Linked DNA regions of Mus musculus: all the other regions are linked to region 2. A link is a contact called in public Hi-C data. All regions are on one chromosome and are shown on one strand. The core of a region is the stretch at or near the end of the contact, and the rest is flanking DNA. Distances in the headings are between cores, read along the strand shown.

Evidence for each region. Hi-C and Micro-C count contacts between places; a contact is called where the count stands out from the background.
Region 1: a Hi-C map of epidermal suprabasal cells shows a contact between it and region 2, with 2.3 times the contacts expected there. The contact joins the promoter of Mab21l3 here to the enhancer-like site in region 2. A contact is called at or near these places in 4 of 484 Hi-C or Micro-C datasets (the N1E-115 cell line, cerebellar granule neurons, cerebral cortex and 1 more) and 2 of 9 other capture datasets (adipose tissue and embryonic stem cells).
Region 3: a Hi-C map of epidermal suprabasal cells shows a contact between it and region 2, with 3 times the contacts expected there. The contact joins two enhancer-like sites. A contact is called at or near these places in 9 of 484 Hi-C or Micro-C datasets (the AtT-20 cell line, the N1E-115 cell line, cerebral cortex and 6 more), 3 of 115 datasets of contacts at active chromatin or transcription factors (embryonic hindbrain, extraembryonic endoderm stem cells and neural tube) and 1 of 9 other capture datasets (adipose tissue).

The regions. Positions count from the first base shown.
Region 1 is chr3:101,833,880-101,837,786 of GRCm38.p6, forward strand. Mab21l3 (mab-21-like 3) reads right to left here and starts at 2,344. Exons shown (of 7, transcript NM_172295.4): 1 at 2,042-2,344; 2 at 1,115-1,385. The coding sequence starts at 1,363. It overlaps Gm33381 (a long non-coding RNA gene), which reads left to right. Exons shown (of 3, transcript XR_003954538.1): 3 at 924-1,540.
Region 2 is chr3:102,036,649-102,040,739 of GRCm38.p6, forward strand. No RefSeq gene overlaps it. Among named protein-coding and RNA genes, the nearest start is that of Nhlh2, 29 kb to the left of the region's middle. Within about 2 kb of position 2,128, at least 8 of the 459 cell types and tissues checked have an H3K27ac peak or open chromatin away from gene starts, as enhancers often do. A contact at or near this core is called in epidermal suprabasal cells, where this site is marked.
Region 3 is chr3:101,899,609-101,903,425 of GRCm38.p6, forward strand. All of the region lies in intron 2 of Slc22a15 (solute carrier family 22 (organic anion/cation transporter), member 15), which reads right to left. Among named protein-coding and RNA genes, the nearest start is that of Slc22a15, 23 kb to the right of the region's middle. Within about 2 kb of position 2,118, at least 7 of the 459 cell types and tissues checked have an H3K27ac peak or open chromatin away from gene starts, as enhancers often do. A contact at or near this core is called in epidermal suprabasal cells, where this site is marked.

The DNA.
Region 1 (3,907 bases), core at 1,094-3,593, 200 kb before region 2:
CTTCATAGGTATGTGGAACAATGGAAGAGATTAAAGTAAATAATATTTAAGGTCCCTATAAAGTCTAACATCAAAAGAGCCTAAAACTGAAATTAGCCCTTCTCTTTCTCCATATTCCTATTTCCCCTCTTTCCCCCCTTTCCTTCCTTCCTTCCTCCCCTTCCTTCCTTCTTCCCCTTCCTTCCTTCCTTCTTTCTTTCCTTCCTTCCTTCTTTCTTTCCTTCCTTCCTTCTTTCTTTCCTTCCTTCCTTCCTTCCTGTCTGTCTTTCTCCTTTTTTCTTGAGTCAAGGTTCCACAATATAGTAGCCCAAGCTAATCAGGAATCCACTCAATAGACCAGGCTGGCCTTTGAACTAACAGAGAGTTGCCTGTCTCTGACTTCTGAGTGCTGGGACTAAAGGTAGGTTCCACCATGCCCAGCTTACAAATGAAGTAATACTTTTTGAAGATTTTGTTTTAATTTTACATGTATAAGTGTTTTGCCTACATGCATGTCTATGCACCACAAATGTGCCTGGTGCGCCTGGAGACAGAAGAGGAGATTAGATTCCCTAGAACTGGAATTACAGATGGTTGTGAGCCACCATGTAATGCTGAGAATCAAACTTGGGTCCTCTAGAAGAGCAGTTAATACTCTTAACTGCTGAGCCATCTCTCTAGCCCCCAAACAATATTTAAAAACTATCAGTTTTGTAGTTTTAAAACAAACAAACAAACATTGTCTTAAGTTCTTTTTGTTTGGTTGGTTTTGGGTTTTTTTGTAGGTTTTTGTTGTTGTTGTTGTGTTTTGGTTTTGTAGCTGTTTTTGAGGCAAGGATTCATGTAGACCAAAATACTCTCAGTTTCTGATCCCCATGTCTGTCACCGTGCCTGTGCCTGGCTACTCATATCCCAGTAATCCCACTCAGATTCTCATTTTACAGAAAGAAGTCTGAAGTCTGAGGCTCAGATAATTAACTGGCCATATGGACCTCCTCAGGGTGCTGAGGGTAGCCACCCTGAGTTCCTGAGAACGAGGCATCTATGGCCTCCAGAAGCAGGGGATTCCTTCTGATCAATGGCCATGGGATGGAGAGTTAGAGGGTGTGCCCAGGAGAGGCCAGCCCTGGCTCACCTTGCTCAGCAGGCAATGGTCTAAGTCTCCCTCTGGAAGAGACTTCATGGCTTCTTGGTCAACCCCCAGTATAGCAGCAACCTTCTGCTTTCTTTCCCGATGGAGGACAAATCTGGTGGGTAGCTTTCCCAGCAACGTTACTCTCTGGATAAAACTTCTCTGGAATTGTGAACGTGGACCAGAGACTTGACTTCTTCTTGCCTGCTCACTGCAGTTTTCCTTTCCAGCATGGAAGAATTCATCTGCCATCTTTCAGGGAACTGTAGAAAGACTAAAAAGGAGACGTGATGAAAACGAGTTGGAACTTATCCTGTTTTTTTTTTTTTTTTCTTTATCCTGTTGTCCTGGCACCAGGTGCACCTTGGTGCCCAGTACCTTACATCTCCCCGTCCTTACCTTGTTGACAGTAAATATCCCTTGGCCCTCCACTCCTGAAAATTCTGCAATTGATTTACTTCCTTACCATAAACAAATAAGAAATTGCAAACAAGCCGCCTGGTTTTTCATCATGCCCGGCACAAGGCTTGCCAATCAGATGAGGGCCAGGAGTGACATTTAGAAAAGCCTGAGCTCACAGGGACACTTGTGTATAGAGAGGCAAGCTTACATGCTCGCATAGTCACACACAGACACAGGCACACACACACACACCACATGCATTCACAGAGACACTTGTGTATATAGAGGTAAGCTCACACGCTCACACACTAATACAGACACATACATGAACTCACAGAGACACTTGTGTATACAGAGGCAAGCTTGCCCCCCCCCCTCTCTCTCTCTCTCACACACACACACACACACACACACACACACAGAGAGAGAGAGAGAGAGAGAGAGAGAGAGAGAGAGAGAGAGAGATACAAACAGGTAGATACACGCAGAGAAAAGTAGGGCAGAGAGTCCTGCCTCTCACCTGCTGACCTTAGAATGTGATTTCCCACTTGGACGTTGGCATTCAAAATATACTCAGTATAAACAGGCCCCTTAAGAGTCTAGGACACATCTAGTTTTACCAGTAAAACTCATCCTAGAAAACCGACAATAAGTTCCCAGTCTGACTGGTTGGGCCTAGTTTTACTCCAGGAGGGAAAATATCCCAGCAGCCTTATCTCCCTAAAGCTCGTGAGTATCACCGTCTTTGATCCGAAAGACTGACAGACAACAGAGCTGGCAGTCCAGTTCATGTCTGAGCAAGGCTTTCAAACAGGCAGCTCTCCAAGCCAGCCTCCTCAATGCTCAACCGCAGCCAATCCAGCCCTTCCACTCTCTCCCGCGGCCCCAAATTTGCATATCCTCCCAGACAGCTCCAAGGAGAGCCACATCAGACCCCACCCACCTCCCTCCTCCAGGCGCTGGGGCGGCCTTCTCCAGGCTTCATCTGCCAATCCCAGGTCTTATACCAGTCCTGAAAAACTGAGGATCCACAAAGGTCCCCAGAATCCCCCTCCACGCTGACTGCCTTGACTTTCCACCTGCTTTTCCGTGTCCTGGAAATCCCCTTCTCTTTACGGCACATGCTCTGAAATGGTAAGGGAATCTCTGTCCCTTGACTGCTGTTACTATAGTCATCATTCCGAATCTACCACATCAGCTTTTCACTAGTGAAACAAGAAGCTCTACCCCCTAATCTGCCTTTGGGAATTCTCTTTCCATGTTGCTTTCAACTCTGCTGAAGTCTCCCCACCCCCACACTCACTCCCTTCCCCACACACATACTTTTATTTTCACCCTAACTTCTGCTTTTGCTGGAATCACTACTGCATAGTCCCTGTCCTACGGCAGGGTCTTTCCCAATAACAATAAAGTTGCCCCGGGTTTCTGGAATTAAATGCCCACACCTTCACTATTCTTGCTCTAACACCGTCCCGTCTCAGTCACTCAGTACTACAGATTCAAGTGTTGTATCTGGAAACTTCTCTTGCTCCAAGATGGAAAGATACTTGCCAGGTATGGAGAGGGAATTCTGAATAATTGAACTATAGGAGGAACCCAGAGAAGGAAAGGCACTGTGAACTCAGGGCAGCTGCCTGTAGATGTATTCCCAGGAGAGCCACATCTGAAGATTGGTGTGTTGTGTGAACACAGCTTAGAGTAGCATGGCCTGGTTCCTAGTGCACTGGTAAGGTTCCACAGCACAGGGCTATGGCACAGATGAAGGCTCTGGCAGCTCCTATCAGACAGGCTGAGGAAAACAGGCTTTACCGGCAGACACAGATCTCTAGTTAATGGGACAACAGGTCAGCGAATGTCTGTTGGGTAAGGGTGTGCCTGAAGCACTGTGCCAGGCCACCAAGAGGGACCTAGTTAACTCAGGCTTTCCTCCGTCCTCAGGAAATAGAAATCCTCATTTTTTTTATAACATGCCAGTTTGAAAAATGGAAACCAGCTTTAGCCCAATTCAATCTGTAAGGACCAGGCAGGTGAGATGGCTCAGCAGAGATAAGCATCTGCCACCGAGCCGGAGGACCTGGGTTCGATTTCTCCCCACCTCCCAGGACCCATATGGTAGAAGGAAAGAGTGAACTGCCTCGTGTGTGCATCCACACATACATAGAAATAATAGATAGATAAATGTAATAGATTTGGAGGACCAATAACATGTTTAATGTCTGCTTTCCAAAGTATTCACAACATTTTATTTATAGTCTTGTGTGTGCACACAGAGGTCAGAGGACAAGCTTGGATGTCAGTCCTCAAGTACTTTCTTTTTTTTTTTTTTTTTTTTTTTTTAAAGATTTATTTATTTATTATATGTAAGTACACTGTAGCTGTCTTCAGATACTCCAG
Region 2 (4,091 bases), core at 878-3,377:
GGGAAAGTCATCCAGTCAATCAATAGTCATCAGGACTTGGGGCATAGGTGGTGAGTAGAGAACGTGTCTCATAAAACCAGACATGGTGACACATACCTGAAATTCCAGGAGGACCAACAGTTTGAAGCCATTTTCTGCTACAATGTTATTTTGTGGCCAGCTTGGGCTACATGAAATCCTGTCTCAGAAAGAAAGAAAAAAAAAATTAGGCGTTAGGCCAAGACTTTCCTAATCAAACCTGTTTTGGAGATATTTCTCCTAAACAACAAAGATGGGCAGTTGTAAACCAATTTGTACGGCATGGCTCCTGCCTGGAGGACTATGTGACAGTTGGGAACGATTTTCTCAATTAGATATTGGGAGAGATTTTCTCAATTAGATGTTGGGAGTGATTTACTCAATTAGATGTTGTGTTTCTTTTCCATTTTGTTCTTGAGGCTCAAGAGGAATGTTTAAAACAATTATGGGGACTGGAGAGACAGCCCAGACATTAAGAGCACATACTGCTCTTGGAGTGGACTTGAATTCCCAACCACTTGTAACTCTAGCTCCAGGAGATCTGTCACCTCAGGCTTTTGTGGGTTCCTGTACTCATGTGTGCACGCATGAAAACTGTAAAGTAACATTTTAAAACTATATTCTAAGAATTCATTTGATTACTCATGCATACTAAGAAAAAGAAAGTAAGCCATAAGCTCCCGACTTGAGTTTACAGAATTCAGTCTACAATCCAGTGTTATGGGGAGTGAAAGACAATGCAAGAGGGCCAAGCTACTTGGGTCAGCTTGGGCCTTTTCTTGCTATTTGACAGTGGGGGTGACCACATGCTTTTTTCCAGGAAAATGAATTATGTTTAGAAACATTAGCTTGGAAGAAGGGAGCAATTGATCTGGGTATGAGACACTTATGGAAGATGAGAAGAACTAAGGTGACTCACACATGGGAAGGAAGGGGGAGACAGAGGCGAGGAGGAAAAACATAAATGAGAAAAATTGAGAGAAAGCCCCGGGAGGAGTAAAGGGCAAGCTGCTAGACTTGTGTTAGAGGAGGAGCTGTGTGCTGGCTGGTTTTATGTCAGCTTGACACAAGCTAGAGTTATCTGAAAGTGGGGAACCTTGACTGGGAAAATGCCTCCGCAAGCTCCAGCTGCAGGGCATTTTTTAAAATTAATGATCGATGGGAGACGGCCCAGCCCATCCTGGATGGTGCATCCCTGGGCTGGTGGTCCTGGGTGCTCTGAGAAAGCAGGATGAGCAAGCCATGAGGAACAAGCCAGTAGGCAGCACCCCTCCATGGCCTCAGCATCAGCTCCTGCCTCCCAGTTCCTGCCGTGCTTGAGTTCCTGTCCTGACTTCCTTTGGTGATGAACAGTGCCACGAGAGTGTAAACCAAATGACCTTTCCTCCCCACTTGCTTTTGGTCATGGTGTTTCATTCCAGCAGTAGTGACCGTGACCAAGACAAGCTGTGATTGATGTGAGCTTACTTCTGCCCAAGTCACCATCTCCAGGCTTTCACAGGCATGGGTTAGACTCAGAGCTTCTCATACCAGGAAGATGGTGGGAGTCCAAGGTCCCTGCCTCTAGGCTTTCCTCTCACTGGATTTAGGACTAGTAAGAGATGTGGAGCCTGAGCTACAAGTGAGAACAGGAGGGAGGCACATGCTAAAAAGATTTTCACCTTCGTGTGGTGGTGCCTAAAGCCGCAGAACCAGGGAATCTTGGCTCATCCGCCACTCTATGTAAAGTCTGAAGATCAGCGCCTTTAGAAGTTTCTAAAATCAACTGTGATGAATCTCTGGACTTTAGAAGCCTGACTTGGTCTTGACTCTGGTAACTTTCCTTGCAGCTCCGTCTTACAGTCTTGGTCCAACCCCACCCACAGATGTCTTCCTTTGCTGCTGCCGCCACCTCTCTCCATTTGGCAATCCACTCAGTGTTTGCACTGTGGGGTTGTTTTCTAGTTAGAAGGAGGTGAGATGTCTCTGACAATACCAGTCGCTAACACAAGCATAGGACAGAAGGAGGTAGAATGGATGAATACATTAAACCTCAGGGAAGTGCAAGAGAAAGGTGAATAATTACTGCTAAATGACTCAGGAAATAGTTCATGGGAATTTTGTCTGTGCTGGGCCCCTGTGGACAGGTTTCAACAGGCAAAGGGAGAAAAAGTCACTCTCACTGAAAGGCATGATGTAAGACAGGATTGAACCTGGCAAAGCTCAGGGCAGCTGAAGTCCTGAGCATCCGACCCCTCCACTGCTGCATCTAGGATTCCGACGGCACTCTGTAACAGTGGCAGACTAGCAATAGCCTCCAAGAAGGGAACTGACAGCGTTGACCACGTGATGATGATCCAGGCCTTCACGCTGACCCCCTGAGGATAATGAACAGGCTTGGGAACAAGCCAGAGTACCATGGCCAGGGAAGAGGCAGCGGGGAAGGCAGTGGATGCCAGGGTTTAGGCTCCTGTCCCTACGGCTTGACATCCACTAGAAGTGAGAAGTGAGAAGTGTAGAGGGAATTCTGGGAGATTGACTCAGTAGACATGGTGGCCATTAGTTCCCAGAACCTGGCTTCCATAGTTCCCCACCAGAGCCTCGTCTCACAAGAAGGTGCTTGGCTCTCAGTTGAATATGAAAGTTGGAAGCTCGGGAAGATTATGGCAATGAGGGCGTTTCTGGTTGGGCCAGATGGGAGGCCAGCCAGGATGGATGGCAAAGCTGGTTTGGTGTAACAAAAGCTCTTCACATGTGGCTGCCACTGGGCTGAGCAGTAGTAGGTCTCCCCTCACTTCACGCAGACAAGAGCCCTCTGCTTGGGGTCCCCACTTTACTCTGAGGAATCCAGGGGGGACCAGGAAACTGGCCTGAGCTCATGGTCTCACATACCAGGCCCAAGAAGCACCCTGGAGTCTGTGCCTCTGACTGACTGAATGTGTAAGAAGACAAATTGTCAAGAAGCTGGCAAGACAAGTCCAGTCAAGTCTGGCTCATTCCCGCATCGTGCCACAGGTTTGTTAATTTACATTCTTTTATTCATGGGCTAAGCACATATTAGGTGCCAATTACACGGCAGAAACTGTGCTAGGTATTTGGGAAAGGAAAAGATAACACTTCTTCTGTTATCATCAAGATCATTCTAAAAGTAAAGCCAATAAGAAAGCAGACAGCTAGAATGGGTAAAGAAGGGCCCCAAGCTACCGTTAGGGGTAGGAATGGGGGCTGGAGACCTTTTGAGGTTATGGGCAGACTTTCTGGAAGGAGAAGAGGGTGACTAGGCTAAGGCAAGGAGGGAAGAGGTTGATGTTCTAGACAGGAGAGCCAGGGCAAAGGCAGGGAGGAGACTGAGGAGCAGGGGGAGCTTCAGAAGCAATGCTGGCTGTCAAGTGCAGGAACAGGGCAGGAGAAGGACCCACTACCAGTCAAGCAAGCAACCTGGACTTCATCTTCTAGGCTACCAGGAGCCTTCCAGAGCCACGGCTCAGTCCTTAGGCTGGGAACAGGGGTCTGACTGGACACCTATGGTTATAAAGACACCACTGAGACAAGAACTTTATTGCTAGGACCTCTGACCAGGAAGGGCATCTTTACATTATTCTCCTCCTGAGGAGTTGAGTTTAGGAATACCCAGGGGAGATGAGCTTGGAGCCTCCAGAATATTCTTTTGGTCTGTAGCTTTCCACATACTGGGGTGCTGGGTCTACAAGGTATCTATGCTATCAGGTAGTCAGAATGTTCTTGGGTAGACACGGGCTTTGGCACTTTGGGACTAGACTCTGAATAGCTGAAGCCAGTCACATAACTGTAGTGTTCCTGGTCACCAAGGGCTGTGATTCTCCTTAGGATGTGATTCCATACACCAACACTGAGAGAACCAAATGCACTCCGAGCTCTATTGGGAGGAACACTTGAAGGTCACCTGGTCTCTGGACTTTGTCCCACGTGTCTTTTCCACTTGCCAATGTGCAGTAACCTGGAACCAGACTCTTCTGAGTCTCAGCTAACGAGTCAGAAAGCCTGAGGCAGGTCTCGGATCTCTGAAATAAACCACACTCTACCAGGCAGGAGGAATGGAAGGCTAGGAAAACACG
Region 3 (3,817 bases), core at 868-3,367, 140 kb before region 2:
GAAGAGTTTTGTTCTGTGAGAAGTTCATTTATTTTGGATACACCGGTAGGTCTGCAGAAGAATGTTCAGCTCAGGAGGAATGAGCGTGGCGACATATTCTGAAATGGACAAATGAGACAGTAGATGCCATGCTGTCCTGCAGAAGACAGCTCAGCATCCATCACAGGGTCAGCCCTGCCCCTGTGACAGACAGACAGGAGCAGATGGAATTACCCTCCTAATTCAGATACTTGTTATAGTCATCATGTTCTTAATGTTCATGCTTACATGCTTTTAAAAACTGGCTTGCAGCTCTAGCCTTCCTTTCTCTGTTCTTTAGGGATTGCCAATCTGTTTGCACGATGAAGGCACTTAGGTGGACACTGAGCTGGCTCTGTTAACCAGGGAGAAGTGAGTATTCCGTTGACTGTATTTACCAAATTTCTCATATCCACTAAAAAGGCTACAGTACTTACTATCCCTCAGCAACTGAATAGCTGTCAACTTGGACAATGATTTTAGGAAGAAATGGCCCAAGGGACAGTTAGCCAGCAAATTCCAAATCCTGATTCTCAGGCTGCCAGTTCCAAGTGTCAAAGTAATTTCTACTAATCTTTCTTCAAGTCAGTGTTGGTTAGGCCGTCACTTCTCCTGGAATTCATTCAAGAATGACCAGAAAAGCTGAAAAGCAGATTTTTTCCCCCCAATGCTAACTAGAGAATGGCTGGCTAGAAGATGAAGTATCTCCCTAGCAGAGTCCCATGAAATGGAGTGGCAGAGGCAGGCCATCGGCTGACAGACAGATTTCCACAACCCTGACCTGACTCTGTTTTATGTGTTTTGTCTTCAGTTTTTCTAAAGTATCATTTAAATTCTTATTACTTAGCTACCATGTGATCTAAAAGGTTTTACTTTGTCCAAACTCAACTAAGATAAAGTAAGACAGGATCCCTGTATCTTGAAGACGGTTCGCAGATTTAGCTACCTGGAGAGGGTTGGAAGACTAGATCAGTTGCTAGCTCATTCTCTTACCCAATGGTTGATATTTAGTGTCAGGATAAGAGCCAAACCAGGAAATCATCAGGACACAAGAAATTAAACTATAACAAATCAAAATATAATGATGACTCTGACATTTTCAAGAAACATTTTAATGAATCTTTAGATTTTAAAAATCAAAATGTATAAATCATTCAAGTCCTTATTGGCTGGAGATTATTAAAGTGGTTCTTCCCTCATTTTTTGTTAATGGCAGGCCAAATTTTAAAGCAATTAGAATGAATATTCTCTGTACACTAATTCATTTCAAATTGAAGAATTGCTTGCAAATCCAAAATATGAAGATCCCACTTTCTCTCCATGTATATTAATAGGAAAGAAACTCTTTTTTAAAAATTTTTTTGATTAGTTATTTTCTTCATTTACATTTCAAATGCTATCCCAAAAGTCCCCCAGCCGCCCCCCTCCCCTATCCACCCACTCCCACTTCTTGGCCCTGGCATTCCCCTGTACTGAGGCCTATAAAGTTTGCAAGACCAAGGGGCCTCTCTTCCCAATGATGGCCGACTAGTCCATCTTCTGATACATATGCAGCTAGAGACACGAGCTCTGGGGGTACTGGTTAGTTCATATTGTTATTCCACCTATAGGGTTGCAGACCCCTTTAGCTCCCTGGGTACTTTCTCTAGCTCCTACATTGGGGGCCCTGTGATCCATCCAGTAGCTGACTTATGTGTTTGCCAGGCCCCAGCATAGCCTCACAAGAGACAGCTATATCAGGGTCCTTTCAGCAAAATCTTGCTGGTGTATGCAATGGTGTCAGCGTTTGGAGGCTGATTATGGGATGGATCCCCAGGTATGACAGTCTCTAGATGGTCCATCCTTTTGTCTCAGCTCCAAACTTTGTCTCTTATCAAGACAAACATGTTTATCCCGTCATGTTGACCTGACTCAACAATCTACACCCATTTTTGTGCACGTGCTCTCTCTAATCACTAAATAGAATGCTTGAGTGTTTGTTGTATTTATTTCAAAATGGATTGGAAGGGCCTGGTGGAAAAACCAGATAGCATAGTTCACTCAGCTACAGAAAAATAGGCACAGTGCAGGCCAGACCCAGGAGCAGATGCCTCTACCATAAAAGATGAAAGGGATGTAAATATGTCTAACCCAGGTGCGAGCCCAGCACCAGGTGCTCAGCGGAGCCTTCCAGCTCGCAGAGAGGGGCGAGGCGAGGAGAATGAAGGTGGACTTACTCTTGGCTGAGTATCAGAGACATGCTTGGGAGAGGGTTTTGTTCAGTATTCAAGCTTGCTTGTTTACAGGCTGAGGATAGAGGGCCACTGAAGTCTGGGTACGTGGAGGGCAAATCTACCCTGGTCGCAAAACAAGTGTGGGACAGAGATGGCAAGCTGACAGCAGTGAGACCCGAGATGTAAAAATCCCACTCCCTCTTATTAATGAATAGGAAAGAAAGACCATGAGGACAAATATTTTCATCCCCAAATGCTTAGTGAGCCAGGCTGGTCTGGATAGAACGGGGAAGAGAGCAGATTCAAGTTAGTTGTGGAGACCTGGCGTTCACAGGGTTGGAGTCTGGGAACAGGAATTACTACTGAATGGAACACACCAATCAAACACAGAGAAAAGCTTGCTGATGAGTTTTAAAGAACATCATAAAACGTGCCTTCAGCATGTCTTGAATGCATCAAACCTCGTGCTTTATGGAGATGTCAAGTCAAATCTATCATTTCTCTGACATGGCAGAAATATCATCATCTGAAAAAAAGAGAATGACCAACGTACTTCCCTAACATGGACTCCCTGCTCAGGCGTAATTCTAAAAGCAAAGTTAGCAGCCAAGAAATGAAAAATACAGACATCAAAGAGCTGTCAAACAGGCGGGCTGCACACTTTACAGCTAGATAATTAACCAACAGACTTTTCCACATTCTTCTCCTGTCCCCACAGCTACCCTGCAAACACAAGTGACAACATACCAGGGAAAGGGTTTCTATTTTTAGCCCTCAACCTGTGTTCTGTTCAGGAAACATGCAGGAAAATCAGCTATCAGAAGGAAATTAGGAATTAGCAGACTTATAACTTAGAGCAGCGATTCTCGGCCTTCCTAACCGTTGTGACCCTAACCGTTGTGACCCTTTAACACAGTTCCTCCTGTGGTGGTGACCCCAGCATAAATGTACTTCTGTTGCTACTTTGGAACTGTAATTTTGCTACTGTTATAAACTGTAATGTATGTAATGTGTTTGCTGATGTATCTGTGTTTTCCGGTGGTCTTAGGTGACCCCTGTGAAAGGGTCATTCAACCCCAAAAGGGTTGTGACCCTCAGATTGAGAACTTAGAGAAACAGACTAAAATATTGCTGGAAACTAAGAAGCTGGGGGTGAATGCTATGTGGCCTCTGTGCTTAGAAACAGAAGGCTGTTGGGAGGAAAAAGAAGACAATGTTTTAAAGTCACCTTCCACCGTGATTTTTACTGTAATTTTTCATTTTCGGCTTGCCTTGTGTCCCAGGGTGTGCCTCATTTCATGGTATGTGTGTCTTAAATATAAATGCCCCAAAATGTTTCTGGCTTTTTACGGGGTTTGTCTCACTGACTTGCAGTCTGTGTGCCATACTCAGGTCTCCACAGGACACCAGGTGTCATTATTTTCCTTCCATACTGCATAGTGTGGGGCCATCCCATCCTCCCCACTGCCCCAGTACACAGAAGGCCCTCCCTACCGGCATTGAGAACCGCAGTGTGTGCAGCCTGACTCTCAGCAGCGCAGGAATGTCACAGGTCACAGGTCTGTCTGCTTCATGTCCCCCACCCC